Linked DNA regions of Pan troglodytes: region 2 is linked to region 1. A link is a contact called in public Hi-C data. All regions are on one chromosome and are shown on one strand. The core of a region is the stretch at or near the end of the contact, and the rest is flanking DNA. Distances in the headings are between cores, read along the strand shown. Region 1 holds the start of NAGLU (N-acetyl-alpha-glucosaminidase). Region 2 holds the start of NKIRAS2 (NFKB inhibitor interacting Ras like 2).

The links. A called contact is a pair of places that touch in the nucleus more often than the background predicts.
Region 2: a Hi-C map of stem cell-derived neural progenitor cells shows a contact between it and region 1, with 3 times the contacts expected there. The contact joins the promoter of NKIRAS2 here to the promoter of NAGLU in region 1. A contact is called at or near these places in 1 of 7 Hi-C or Micro-C datasets (stem cell-derived neural progenitor cells) and 1 of 1 datasets of contacts at active chromatin or transcription factors (stem cell-derived excitatory neurons).

What each region holds. Positions count from the first base shown.
Region 1 is chr19:25,602,647-25,609,176 of NHGRI_mPanTro3-v2.0_pri, forward strand. NAGLU (N-acetyl-alpha-glucosaminidase) reads right to left here and starts at 5,225. Exons shown (of 6, transcript XM_523654.8): 1 at 4,810-5,225; 2 at 3,920-4,067; 3 at 2,979-3,125; 4 at 2,709-2,794; 5 at 278-534. The coding sequence starts at 5,192.
Region 2 is chr19:26,121,030-26,128,161 of NHGRI_mPanTro3-v2.0_pri, forward strand. NKIRAS2 (NFKB inhibitor interacting Ras like 2) reads right to left here and starts at 3,041. Exons shown (of 4, transcript NM_001279916.1): 1 at 2,818-3,041; 2 at 1,351-1,458; 3 at 382-623. The coding sequence starts at 1,444. It overlaps DNAJC7 (DnaJ heat shock protein family (Hsp40) member C7), which reads left to right and starts at 3,135. Exons shown (of 15, transcript XM_054670895.2): 1 at 3,135-3,333; 2 at 4,508-4,590. The coding sequence starts at 3,274.

The sequences.
Region 1 (6,530 bases), core at 3,975-6,474:
AAATGAGACACTGGGAAGGAGGTCATGAGTCATAAGTCACACGGCCAGGAAATAGGAGCGCGAGGTGTGACCCAGGTTGTCGGCTTCCAGAGCTCACCTCTCAACCACAGTGGGATTCACTGAGACAACGCATGTGTACACGTGCTTGGTAAACTATAAAGTACTGTGTGTTATGGCGAGGCATTATTCCAGTCCCTCTGCCTACCCCTACTGACATCTGCTACTCCCTTCTTTTTGAGGGTCTGGGGGGCTCTCCCACCCCACCCAGGCACTGTACCTGCAGTCATGGCCTCATAGACGGCAGTGGTGGCTGCGGCAAGGTAGGAGGGCTCTGAGGAAGGTGGCTGCATCTCATTGAAAGTGTCGGCCCCATAGATGTGGTCTGTGCCAAACTCTTTGATCAGCTCTCGCAGGAAGAGGCTCCCGATGATGGGGAATATGGGGTCTTCCGGAGCCAGAAGGAAGGAGCAGGAGTAGGAACAGTTAAAGTGGCCCCAACTGCCCATCTTCGTGACATTGACCTGAGGGAACACCCTAGTGGGGAGCAAAAGCTCAGACATTTCATGGAAGCCGCCATAGTGTTCACCAGCCTTGCCAACTTCTCTACAGCTCCTGGTTTCTCTTGCCTCTATGGCTTTGTACAGGCTATGCTCTCTGCCTACAGTCCTTTCTTCTCCTTCCCTGGCCACCTTCTCTGAAAAACTTTCACTATCTCTCCCCTTCCTGTGGCCTGAAACAAGCAACGCTCCTTTTTCTTTCTTTTTTTTTTTTTTGAGGCAGAGTCTCACTCTGTCCCCCAGGCTGGAGTGCAGTGGCGCATTCTCAGCTCACTGCAAGCTCCGCCTCCCGGGTTCATGCCCTTCTCCTGCCTCAGCCTCCCTAGTAGCTGGGACTACAGGTGCCCGCCACCACACCCGGCTAATTTTTTGTATTTTTAGTAGAGACTGAGTTTCACTGTGTTAGCCAGGATGGTCTCGATCTGCTGACCCTGTGATCCGCCCGTCTCGGCCTCCCAAAGTGCTGGGATTACAGGTGTGGGCCACCGCACCCAGCTTTTTTTTTTTTTTTAATTATACTTTCAGTTCAGTTCTGTGCAGAACATGCAGGTTTGTTGCATAGGTATACATGTGCCATGGTGGTTTGCTGCACCCATCAACCCGTCATCTAGGTTTTCAGCCCCGCATGCATTAAGTATTTGTCCCAATGCTACTCCTCCCCTTGACCCCCACACCGCGAAAGGCCCTGGTGTGTGATGTTCCCCTTCCTGTGTCCATGTTGTTCTCATTGTTCAACTCCCACTATGAGTGAGAACATGAGGTGTTTAATTTTCTTTCTTTTTTTTTTTTTTTTGAGACGGAGTCTCACTCTGTCACCCAGGCTGGAGTGAAGTGGTGTGATCTCGGCTCACTGCAGTCTCTGGTCCCTGGCTTCAAGAGATTCTCCTGCCTCAGCCTACCGAGTAGCTGGGATTACAGGAGCCCGCCACCACGCCTGGCTAATTTTTGTACTTTTAGTAGAGATGGGGTTTCGCCATGTTGGCCAGGCTGGTCTTTAACTCCTGACCGCAGGTGATCCATACGCCTCAGCCTCCCAAAACGCTAGGATTACAAGCATTAGCCAAGCGTCCGTCCAAGCAACACTCATTTTTCAAGGCTGGGCTCTGCCCTGAGCCCTTCCTGCCCCTCTCTCCCGGCAGAGGAGAGCGGAACACACATATATTCCTGTCTTTGTCCCCACATTGTATCCTTCAGCCAACATATCTCCCCTATCAGGGGTAAGCCCTTGGGCACCTTTCTTGCCGCCTCCCAGGACCCAGCACAGCCAGTTCTGGCAGCCTCAGACAGCTGGACCAAGTTTATTGAATGAATGAGTGAGTTTCCTGCCACCTGGTGATGGGGGCAAAGAGGCGGGCAGGGAGGCCACTGGCATGCATTAAGTCCTACGAGAGTATGGGAGCCAGACACTAGCAGGTGCAAAGGAGGTCATGGGGGGCACTAGCAAGGCTTCCTGAAGGAGGGGAGGTCTCAGGTGGGCCTTGAAGACTTTTCCCAACCACATGTGAGAGGATGGCTGGGAAGCACAGAGGAACAGGAGGGACAAGGGACACTGCAGCACCCCTGCTGCCACTCCTAAGGGCTGCCATTTGCTAGCACTCTGTGCAAAGTCACAGATAGATCGAGAGATAATTACAAACCCTACAGCAAAGTGGGTAGAGATCCCATTTTACAAGTAAGGAAACTGAGGCACAGAGCAGTCATGTCATCTGCCCGAAGTCACACAGCTAATTAGTAGCAGAGTCAGAAATCAAACCCAGGCCTACGTCCAGAGCTTGTTTGTTTGTTTGAGACAGAGTTTCGCTCGTCGCCCAGGCTGGAGTGCAATGGCGTGATCTCTACTCACTGCAACGTCTGCCTCCCAGGTTTAAGCAATTCTCCTGTCTCAGCCTCCTAAGTAGATGGGATTACAGGCGCATGCCACCATGCCCAGCTAATTTTTATATTTTTAGTAGAGACAGGGTTTCACCATGTTGGCCAGGCTGGTCTCGAACTCCTGACCTCAGGTGATCCAGCCAACTCGGCCTCCCAAAGTGCTGGGATTACAGGCGTGAGCCACTGCGCCCGGCCCAGAGCTTAAGTTTTTAAATCATGTTCTAGAAGGGAATAAAATTCCCTCTCTGAGCTAAGTGGAGGGGGTGAGCGGAACCTCACCTGGTGACAGCCTCGGGAACATGCCCCGCGAATGCAGGCAGCACTGGGGTCATGCCGAAGGAGCGCATCTGGTCCAGGACCCGGTGCTGGAAGAACAGAAGGAAGGGTGGTGAGCATGGCCACTGCTGTCCTATGAGAAGGCCCTCATCTCCCAGGATACACGGAGCCCCCCGCCTCAGTTAAGAGCCCTGGGGCCGGCCTAATACCACCCTTCCTGGGCCCATGACCATCTATCACCGATTCTGCCCCTTCCCTTTTCCATCCTTTTACCTGCAGGTAAAGCTGCTTGATGTGCCAGGAGGGGGGCAGGGGGCCATCCCAGGTGTGCAGGTTGCCCATTCGCCCCCAGGCCAGGAAGGCAGGACCAGTAAAGAACTCATTGATCTCTGCCTGGGTCAGGCCCAAGGCCAGGTACACCTGAGGAAGAAGGGCCCACACATAGAAATATATTCATCTTCGTTCATTCATTCATTCATTCATTCAACAACCATTCACTCATTGCTTCTTTGTGCTGGGCGCTAGGGCTACTGAGACAAAATCCGAACCCTGCCATCAAGGAGCCCACAGCCCAGAGGAAAGAGACCTGTGAGTAGGTGAGTTCACTGTGTCGCCTTTGTCGCATGGGTGAGGAGATGGGGCACAAAGGGGCTTTCCCCCAAGAGGAAGGCCTTAGAAGGCTTCATGGAGCAAGAGTGCCAGATGGAAGGGCAGGGCAGCTGTGTGAAGAGCTTAAGCAGCGCCTGGAGCAGCCGTTGCAGCACAGAAGCTTCCAGGGAGGCAGATCTAGAGCTGCCCATGAGTTGGATCCAAGGGACCAGGTGATTGGCTGCATAGGGGAGATGGGGGAAGGAGCCCCACTCCTCAAACTGGAAGCCTCAGTTTTTTGTTTTTTTTTTAGAAAGAGTCTCGCTCTGTTGCCCAGGTTGCTAATTCTTTGTATTTTAGTAGAGACGGGGTTTCACAATGTTGGCCAGGATGGTCTCGATCTCCTGAACTCCTGATCCGCCCGCCTAGGCCTCCCAAAGTGCTGGGATTACAGGCGTGAGCCACCGCGCCCGGCCGGAAGCCTCAGTTTTTAGGAGGCCCAAGCCATTGTGCACGCTGAAAGCACTTCTAGAGAGAGACACTGCGCCCATGCTGGGGGGCGGGTGAAAACACCTAGGGTGGCTCCCGCCATAGAGGAGGGTGGGGAGGGGACAGTGGGCACGCACCCGCTGCCAGATGGCCTCCTGGCCGCTCCAGGCCAGTGCCAGGTTGATGCCATTCAGCGCCATCCAGTCTATCTCTCGCTCCCAGCGGGCCCAGTCCCACCACACGAAGGAGTAGCTTTGCGTGCACACATTCTGGTAATAGCGGTACCTGCGGGCAGTGTCATGAGCAGGGGCGCATCCCACCCTGGAGGGTACACGGCCCTGGAACAAATCCCCCATCCCCCACCTAGAGGAGAGGAGAGGGGCTCCAAACTCGGCCCTTCTGCTGCACACTGGGACCCACCCCAGGTGGAGCTGAGACCAGGTACCCGGGCTGGGCTTCTGAGGCACTCGTCCCCTGCACTCTCCCAGGGCCCTCTAGCCTGGCGGGTATTTGGGTGGCATATTCCACTTTCATGCCACACTGCCAGAGCCCCTCCTCTGCACGGTGTTTTCCTGGAACGGGGAATCCCTGCCCCCACAGTCTAACAGATGGGCAGGGGAGGACAGCTGTGTGAACACATCACTCCATAGTGTGGCAGGCGCTGGAACACAGGCCTGTGGGGTGGGGGATGGAGGCGTCCTTCCTCAGCCCGCAGGTTCAAAGAGAAGGTGGGGGAGGAAGGCAAGAAAATTCACTCATCACCAATTGTGCACCACAAATTCTATGCCCATCATCGTGCAAATCCTCACAATAACACTGCACGGTAGGCGTCTTCTTTCCGTTTTTCAGGTGGGCCAGCCGAGGCTCTGAAAGGCACAGTGGCTGGCTCAAGGCCACACAGCTGCTGGAGGCGGCGCAGCTGGGCCTTCCGGCCAGCGCTCCCCGCTCAGCCTCCCGATTTGGGTGGCAGCGGCTCCGGGAGGGGGTAAGCGCCTCGGGCGGACGCGGGGAAGCTTCGGGGCGGTACCTGTTGGGCGTGGCCTCGGTCAGCTCCCCCGGCACGGCGGGCAGTGGCCGCGGCAGGCGCAGCTGAGAGCCGGACCAGGCCACGTGGCAGCCACAGAAGTCGCGCAGGTAGCGGTGCAGCCCCGCGGCGGCCGCCACGCCAGTGGAGCCGCGCACCCGCACGCGCGCCGCGCCGCCGCCGCCCAGGCTGTAGGTGTCCAAGCCTGGCTTGGCAGCCAGAGCGCGCTCCACCGACACGGAGAAGTCGGCCGCGGGGCCTGGCCCCAGCAGCCGGGCCACGAGCGCCCGCACGGCCGCCGCCTCCCGGGCCTCGTCGCCTGCCGCGCCCCCGGCCCCGGCCAGGAGAAGGACCCCCACCGCCGCGGCCACCGCCACCGCCTCCATGGTCTCAGTCCTGCGGATCCCGCGACGGCCAGGGGGTGGGGCGGCCCGCGTCCAATCAGCTGCCGGCCTCCGGCCACGTGGACCCGAAGGCCAAGCCCGGGCTCAGGGCCAGGAGTCGCGGCTTCCGGGTACCAGGATACTCCCTTGGGGACGTCTCGTGACCGCACGCGGTGGGGAGCGTGTGACCCTGGCTCCAGGGCCGAAGGGGACCCGCTGGCCCTCACAGAGCGCCTTCGGGTAAAACGCGCTTTCACACGCAAATAACTTCCATCCAACCATCTAATAAATACACATTTGGAGTTTATTTTGTATCAGGCACTGCCATAGCTACTTCCCTACTGATGAACGAGAAGACGGTCCCTACCGTCCCCGTCAGGGAGGTGACCTAGAAACCAGATATTTAACGTAAGTAAGGATTTCCATCATAGTTGTGATGCTGCGAAGTAGTGCAGTAAGTAGCGAAGTAACGAAGTAAGGTTTCCAAAGGAAGTGACTTTTAATCTGAAACTCAGGGATGAATAGGAATTGGCTAGAAGAGGGAAAGGAAGAGCCTTCCAGACAGAAGAAATGCATTTATTGAAGGCCCTGAGAAGGCAGAGAACTTGCAGATTTGAGTAACAGGCTAGGAGGTTCGAGGAGGGATGGGGCCATGTGAGCCCAGGCCGGCCGTGGAGCAGGGCTGGCGGGCACGTTAAAGGCTGTCCATTGGCGGCAGCAGCAGCAACATGACAGGAGCTGTCATTTTGTCAGAAGTTTCCAACCAGAGCGACTCCATCTTGAACAGGGGCTGGGTAAAATGAGGCAGAGACCTGCTGGGCTGAATTCCCAGGAGGTTAGGCCTTCTTCGTCACAGGATGAGACAGGAGGTCAGCACAAGGTAAAAGGTCACAAGACCCCGCTGATAAAACAGAATGCAGCAAAGAAACTGGTCAAAACCTGCCAAAACCAAGACAGGAAGGTGACCTCTGATCGTCCTCACTGCTCATTATACGCTAATTATAATGCATTAGTATGCTAAAGACACTCCTAGCAGCGCCAGGCAGTTTACAAATGCCATGGCAACGTCCAGAAGTTACCCTATATGGTCTAAACAGTGGAGGAACCTTCAGTTGGGGGGGATCCCCACCCCTTTTCTGAAAAATTCATTACTAACCCACCCCTTGTTTATCATATAATCAAGAAATAACCATAAAAATAGCCAACCTTAGGCCAGGAGCGGTGGCTTACGCCTGTAATCCCAGCACTCTGGGAGGCTGAGGCTTGCAGGTCACCTCAAGTCAGGGGTTTGAGACCAGCCTGGCCAACATACAGTGAAACCCCGTCTGTACTAAAATACAA
Region 2 (7,132 bases), core at 1,791-4,290, 520 kb after region 1:
CAAACAAACAAACAAACAAAAAAAAAAAAGAAGGGCTTTCATAGCTAAAAGCACAGAACCATCAGGAAGGACAACTATGTGGGGACTTCATACAACTAAGTGGGGGCTTCATACATTAGGTCAGTGACCCCTTCAACAACTAAATGGGGGCTTCATACATTAGGTCAGGGACCCCTTAAACCACAAAGAGGCCTCTTTGGTTGAGCAGACTCAACATGCAGCCAATCCTGAGGGTAAAGATACCCTCAGTGGCCTCCACCCCACCTCTGGCTCCTAACTCACCTTGGAGTGAAGAATGGAGCCATGCCAGGCTTCCCAAACCAGCCCTCCGCCCAAACTCTCTGACCACTGAGGCTCCCACCAGAAGCCTATGCCACACACCTCCTTCTTGTCCTTGGATTTGTCAATCTCCTTCTTGAGCAGCTCCACACGCTGAAAAGACTCTCTGCTATCTGTGCTATAGACCAGGACGTAGCCATCAGTGCAAGAGAAGCAGTGTCGGGGCAGTTCGGCCCCATCTCGGAGCCCCCGGGTGTCATAGAAACGCACCTGCTCTCGCACCCCCCGGTCTGTCTCAATGGAGCCCACGTAGATGTCCTCCTGCGTCTCGATCATCTCCGAACCTGGTATAAAATGAGAAAACTGTCTGAAGTGGAGAGAGAGATGGGAAATGTGAGTGATGAGAGCATCTTAAGGCTGACCAAATGGGGAGAAAGGAATGTAGGGGGCTGAGGAGGCCAGAGAATTGACAGCCTGGCAGGACTGAAATGATTTGGGTTTAGGGGAACGAACATTAATTTCTTTCTTTTTTTGAGACGGAGTTTTGCTCTCGTTGCCCAGGCTGGAGTGCAATGGCACAATCTCGGCTCACCGCAACCTCCACCTCCCGAGTTCAAGCAATTCTCCTGCCTCGGCCTCCCGAATAGCTGGGATTACAGGCATGTGCCATCACACCCGGCTAATTTTGTATTTTTAGTAGACACAGGGTTTCTCCAAGTTCGTCAGGCTGGTCTCGAACTCCCGACCTGAGGTGATCCACCCGCCTCAGCCTCCCAAAGTGCTCGGATTACAGGCGTGATCCACCGCACCCGGCCAATGGACATTAATTTTATGCTAATTCCATGCTAAGCACAAGTGTGACATGACAGCTTCTCTTTCCTATCTTGGACATAGGGCTTTCTCCCTCCGGATTTGTTCAGTGTTGTAGAGTTGATCTGTTACAATGTAAGTTTTATTCTTCCAGGGGCGAAAACCACCAGGAACAGCTTTTAGCCTGTGTGTGTTGTGATCAAGTCCTATTCCTTATTTTTCAACTTCTTCCACTGTTCCTCCCCCTCCAACAACACTCACCCACTACATGGTTCCCATACAGAAGCTGCTCCAGGATTGAAGTTTTGCCCACAGACGCCTGGCCACACACGACCACCTTGCAGCTCTTCCCCATGCTTAGTTTTCAACCTTGAAGAACAGAAGCACGCTGGGTAAGGTGAGGAAAGAAAGCATCAACACAGAGGGCAATTACTAGCAGATGTTTTCTGGTGGACAAAAACCAAAACCAAAAAAACAGAAGGCAGAACGTCCATAACTGAGAGTTCTAAACTGAATGTATAGTTCTAAACTGAATGTATAGTTCCAGGGTTTCAGCACCATCCCAATGCTAGTCAGAGGAAACGGATGTCTCCGTGTCTACTACTGGATGGTAAGCTGTTATTTTATTCGTCTTTGTTATCCCCAGTACCTAGCCAGTATCTGTCACAGGGCAGGTGCTTGGAAATGCTGCCATAAAGGGAGAGAAGAGTCACTGGCCACTGGGCCAGGTTCCCTTCTGTGCGCAAGATGTAGAGGACCAATTAGTAAAGGGAGCTCAGCCCAGCTTCCTCTCTTTAACCATGACCCCATGGAGAATTAAGCAGGAACAGTGTTTTGTGTGGCTGTCTGAAGCCATCTGCTCCCTGGGGGGACTGAGCAAATAAAAAGGATAATCTGGGGCAGGGCACGGTGGCTCACGCCTGTAATCTCAGCACTTCGGGAGGCCGAGGTGGGCGGATCACAAAGTCAGGAGTTCGAGACCAGACTGGCCAACATAGTGAAACCTCATCTCTACTAAACATATAAAAAATTAGCCAGGCGTGGTGGCGGGTGCCTGTAATCCCAGCTACTTGAGAGGCTGAGGCAGGAGAATCGCTTGAACCCAGGAGGCGGAGATTGCAGTGAGCCAAGAATATGCCACTGCACTCCAGCCTGGGCGGCAGAGCAAGACTCCGTCTCAAAAAAAGACAATCTGCTTTCCTGTACGACTCATCTGGACAACAATCAATTCCCTCTAAACTCCAGTCAAGTCTATGGCTACAAAGAACATAAGACAAGAGAGAAAAGAATGAAGAAACCTACGGAAAAAAAGGCTTCAGAAAGGACATACTTTTTGCTGCCCTTGGACTGACAGACACAAAAGAGAAAGCTCAGATACAGAAACCCTAAGAGGTCCCAGACAGATATCTCCCCGAAGGCAAACTTCCAAACACAAGCCCCCCAAAAGCTCCAGACAAAGATCCCCCCCAGAGAGCAGAGATAGATCACTCCCAAAGACGGTCCCTAACAGAAACCTCTCCAGGAGAAGCTCCTGACACAGACCCCCTCTCCATATAGCGAGCTCCACAATAAAGGACACCATAAGAGTGGGCCAGAGGGGCCTCCGCCACAGATTTTCTCACGGGGGAGCCCCCAGAGGGAATGAGAGGCAGAGACCAGCCACCTAAAGCGGCCCGGAGGCGGAGGCCGATCCTAGCGCCGGACGAGCCTCGCCTCCCAGCTCCGTACCTCCCGGGGCCCCCGCAGCACCAGCGGGCCCTCCGAGCTCGCGGGGACCAGGGGAGGGGCAGCGCCGCCGCAAAGGCTCCAGTCTTCCTCCAGAGTCGGTGTAGGCTCCTCCAGGCCCCGCCCCCGCCGCCTGCCCGCTCCCCAGCTTCCGTCAGGCAAGACGAATTCCGGCAGCGGAGACAGAGCGCGGACCGCGCAGCTCCCCCAGAGGCCGGCGGGAGAATGACGGCCAGGACCTGGCCTGGGTGTGCGCGGGAGCCCAAGGTTCTAGACTCCCTGGACGCGGGCCGCTGGGTGTTCTGGTGTCTCTGAGGCCCAGATGTTCTCTCTGTAAAGGCGATCAGAGTACAGTAACTCTTCGTTTACTCAATCATTTATTCGTCAAATGTTTTCTGAGCATCATCTGTCTGTGCCAGGTGCAGGGCCATATACTGAGAGAAAGTGGACGAGTTAGACATGGTGGCTGCCCATCAGAACTCACGGTCTAGAGAAGCTAGATGTCTAACAACTACTGAGGTGCTGTGGGGCACAGCAAAAGGGCATTTAACTTTGAGTCAGCAGACACTGAAGGGCCTGGGGGAAAGGGTGTTCTAGGGTGGAGGAAACGGCTACAAGTCATGGCATTTTCTGAAACTATGAGAACTTGGGTTCAATATTGGTGGTAGAAAGGACCTAAATATTGGTACTCAAATTAAATTATTAAAAAAAAGAAACAGATAATCAAAGGCTTTGTGTGGTAGGCCAAAGAGATCAAATTGACGGCAATGGAAAGCCATTGCCAATGAAGAGACATGATCAGTCCCTGAGGAAGGTCACTCTGGCAGAAGAGGGAAGACTGAACAGAGATGAAATTAGAGACCGATTAGGAGACTATTGATGTATTCCAAGTTTTTTTTTTCTGTTGTTTTGTTGTTGTTGTTGTTGTTGCCGTTTTTGAGACAGGGTCTTGCTCTTTTCTCCGTGCTGGAGTACATTGGTGTGATCATAGCTCACTGCAGCCTCTAACTCCTGGGCTCAAGTGATCCTCCTGCCTCAGCCTCCCAAATAGCTGGTACTACAGATGCATGCCACCACACCCAGCCTATTCCAAGATTTAAAAAAATGATGAGCGCCTGAATCGGGATGGAAAGGTGGAGATAGATTTGGGAAATATTTGGTAGGAGAATCAACAAAACTTGGCAACAAATTGGAAGCCAAGAGTGAGAATGGTTTAATCCATTTAACAAGATACGGAATTTAGGAAAGATAATAATTACATCCAACATTTGTTTTTCCTGTTGTTGAGGTGTGGGTAGACAATGAAAAAGTTAAATTTAAATATGGTAAGCCTTGGGGATTTGTGAAACATACAAGAGATATCCAGTAGATAGTTGGATATACAGCTGTGGAAGCTGAAGAAAGGTCTAGGTTGGAGATATGAAGAGTTGAGAGTCATCAACAGATGGAAGTAAAGCTGTGGGAATAAATGAGTTGCCTTAGATAGAACATAAAGTGGGAAGATGGTGAGACAGGTTGGCTAGCATTAGACTGGACTATGAGCCACTGGCAGGCAGGGCAGGTGGTCTGTAAGTCTTGTGCCCTCACAACCTAGCACAGAGTAGGCGTTTTGGAAAGGGCTATTGAGTGATTGGCTCAACGAATGACCCCTCCTTTCCAACCTAGTGAGCTTGTCCTATCCCTCCCTACTCAGTGGTCGCTGTGGTTTCAGCTCCCTCCACACTGGGATAGGCAGAGTATGAGCATTGGCACATGCTGTTTTCCTGGAACAAACAGGTAAATCCTTTTAAAATTCCTTTGCCCTCTTCTTATTTTACTCTTAGCTTTACATTGTAAAGCTACTCCTCATACTCCTCCAATTTAACCCCAGAAAGCTCCAATTTAATTCAGCTCCACAAATAGTCGTTTGGGTGAGGGAATAACAACAAAGACAATTAAACTGTGCCCTTGTCCCCTATGAATTCTCAATCCAGACTGCATTCGGCAAGGCAAGCGTGATGAGTAGAGAGTTTATATAAGAGGTGGGAGTACTGGGGACACAAGAGCAAGGACCTCACCCCGCGAGCTTCCTTATAAACTCCAGGGCAGGGTCTGGGGCGCCATGTGTCAGCTTTCCTAGGCTTAATGCTGAGATGGCACTCCCAGGCGGCTGACATGAAAGGAGCCTTGTAAAAGGGTCAGCGTCATTAGGGTGATGAACCAGTTGGTGTTTGGAGATCCGGAGTGGATGAAAGGCGCAGGGTGAAGACGCCCTGCGTTCCCCTGGCTTGATTGGGCAGGGCTTCCAGAGAACGATGAAAGCTGGGGGAACTGGGCTCAAAGTGTCTCTTGACTTTCCCGGGAAGAAGCTGTGGACACACTCCAAGGTCGGAAAGGTAGCAGTGGGGACTCCTTCCCTACAGAGTCTTGGGTCACCTGGTCCCCACGCAACCCAGACTCCACGGAGCCTTTCAGGAAGACTCTCTAGGATTGGAAGTTGCTATGGCAATGAGGCTCTTGGAATACTGAAAACAGCCAAGCCCTAGAGAGGCTACCACCCGTACACCCCGCCTTCCCACCCACGGGTAAAGTGGCGCCGCCTACGCACCGGCACAGCCCCTGGGCTCCCGCCCCGGCGCGGAGACCACCGTGGACATCCGGGGGCGGGAGGCCGCTCTGGCCCCAAGCGGAGCCTCTCTCTGGTAGACGAGCCCGAGGGAGCCCTTCTGGGCGCGGCGCCGCTGAGCTGCTCTATGCTCCAACCGGAAGTGCTCTTCACCGCCGGCCTCCCACCCAGCTCTCTGGTCCCGGCGGTAAGATGGCGGCTGCCGCGGAGTGCGATGTGGTAATGGCGGCGACCGAGCCAGAGCTGCTCGACGACCAAGAGGCGAAGAGGTAACCGGGTAGCAGGGTAGTAGAGGAGGCGACCTGCAGCTCCGTGGCTCAGGGAAACTCGTTCCTGCCATGATGCAGCCCCCAGCTGTTGAGGCGATGCCCCGCCCTCCGCAAACACCCCCCCATCTGAGATCAAGGCCGGATGGACCCCCTGAAGGGGCGCTCTTGGGGGTCGGCCTTCCTCTCCCGCTTCCGCCTGGCGTAGGAGCTGAGGCATGGCCTTGTTCTCCAGCTGAGAGGACGATCGTCCTTATAGGAGAGGCCGAGTCTCCGAGGGCAATTTCAGAGGTCTGGTGCGAGGTGGGGGAAGCGGCGCGGCGTCGATGACGACTTCCTTACATCGCCCCCGACCCCCGCCTTCTCTTGTTAACTTCTGTGCATTGTTGCCTGTCTGCACTTTCCGTCTCCAAAACCTTTGCCCTCCTCACCCCGTTTTCCCTTGTAATTATACCCCAGCGATCACTAGTCTGGGTTCGAAGTGATTGTGTGTCTCCATAATTGACCTGGTTGCCCCCGGTTATCCCAGAAGTCAAAGATGACAGAGAAAAAAAGGAAGAGCGAGGGGCTTATCTCGTGTTCTCTACGTCAGACTCCTCTTCCCCTGTCCTTCCTGGGTGATCTTTATCCTTCCCAGCACTGTTCTTTCTTAAGTTAAGCACCAAGGAAGAGGGCAACTGCTTGGGCGCTGTTGGCACTCCGAAGCAGCTGCAGTGGTTCGAGATTGCCAGTCGGACTAGCCAAGGGAGCTGCTGAGTGAGTGGTTTTCGAGAACGCTCTAGATTCTGGCAACAGTTAGGCCAGATTATTGGAAGTGGGGTTGGAACAGAGTTGTGGGTAGTCATACTTGTTCTAATCCTAAAGCAGAATTGACAAGAAGGTTCTAGAAGTTTGGAGCCCTTTCCTTATCAGCTGCGGGTTAGTCTGACCCTTTTGTTCAAGATGTCTACAGTGCCTTCAGTCTCTTTGCAACATACTTTATATCTTCATACCAAGCCCGTTGTGTCTTCAGGCTGGGTAATTTGAGGTGGTGATGTAGAATTAGTTCATGAGATCTGAAATCAGGATTCTGAGATTTTTACTATCTGATGAGTTCGAAATATAAGAAGTACTCGGACGCAATGAATAGTTATCAAGCTTGAGGGTGGTTACCACAGCCAGATCTCAAGTTCCTGATCTGCTGGGAGCTGAGGGGCCTGACAAAGTGTAATAGGCCCCTGGGATATCAGAGAAGCCAGGACACCAGAGTCCAGTCTCTGTTCTTAATTTTGAGCTTTCATGTTGTTCCTACTTCTTCCTAGATATTCAAAGCTAAGCATCATCAACCCTTATACATCATTAAAGAGCTGCACAATGGGAAACAAAATTCCTCCCAGTGCAGACGGAGCTTAAATTAATTGTAGAGATTTACTTGTATTTGGAAAGAGTTCAGTGGTTCTTTATACTG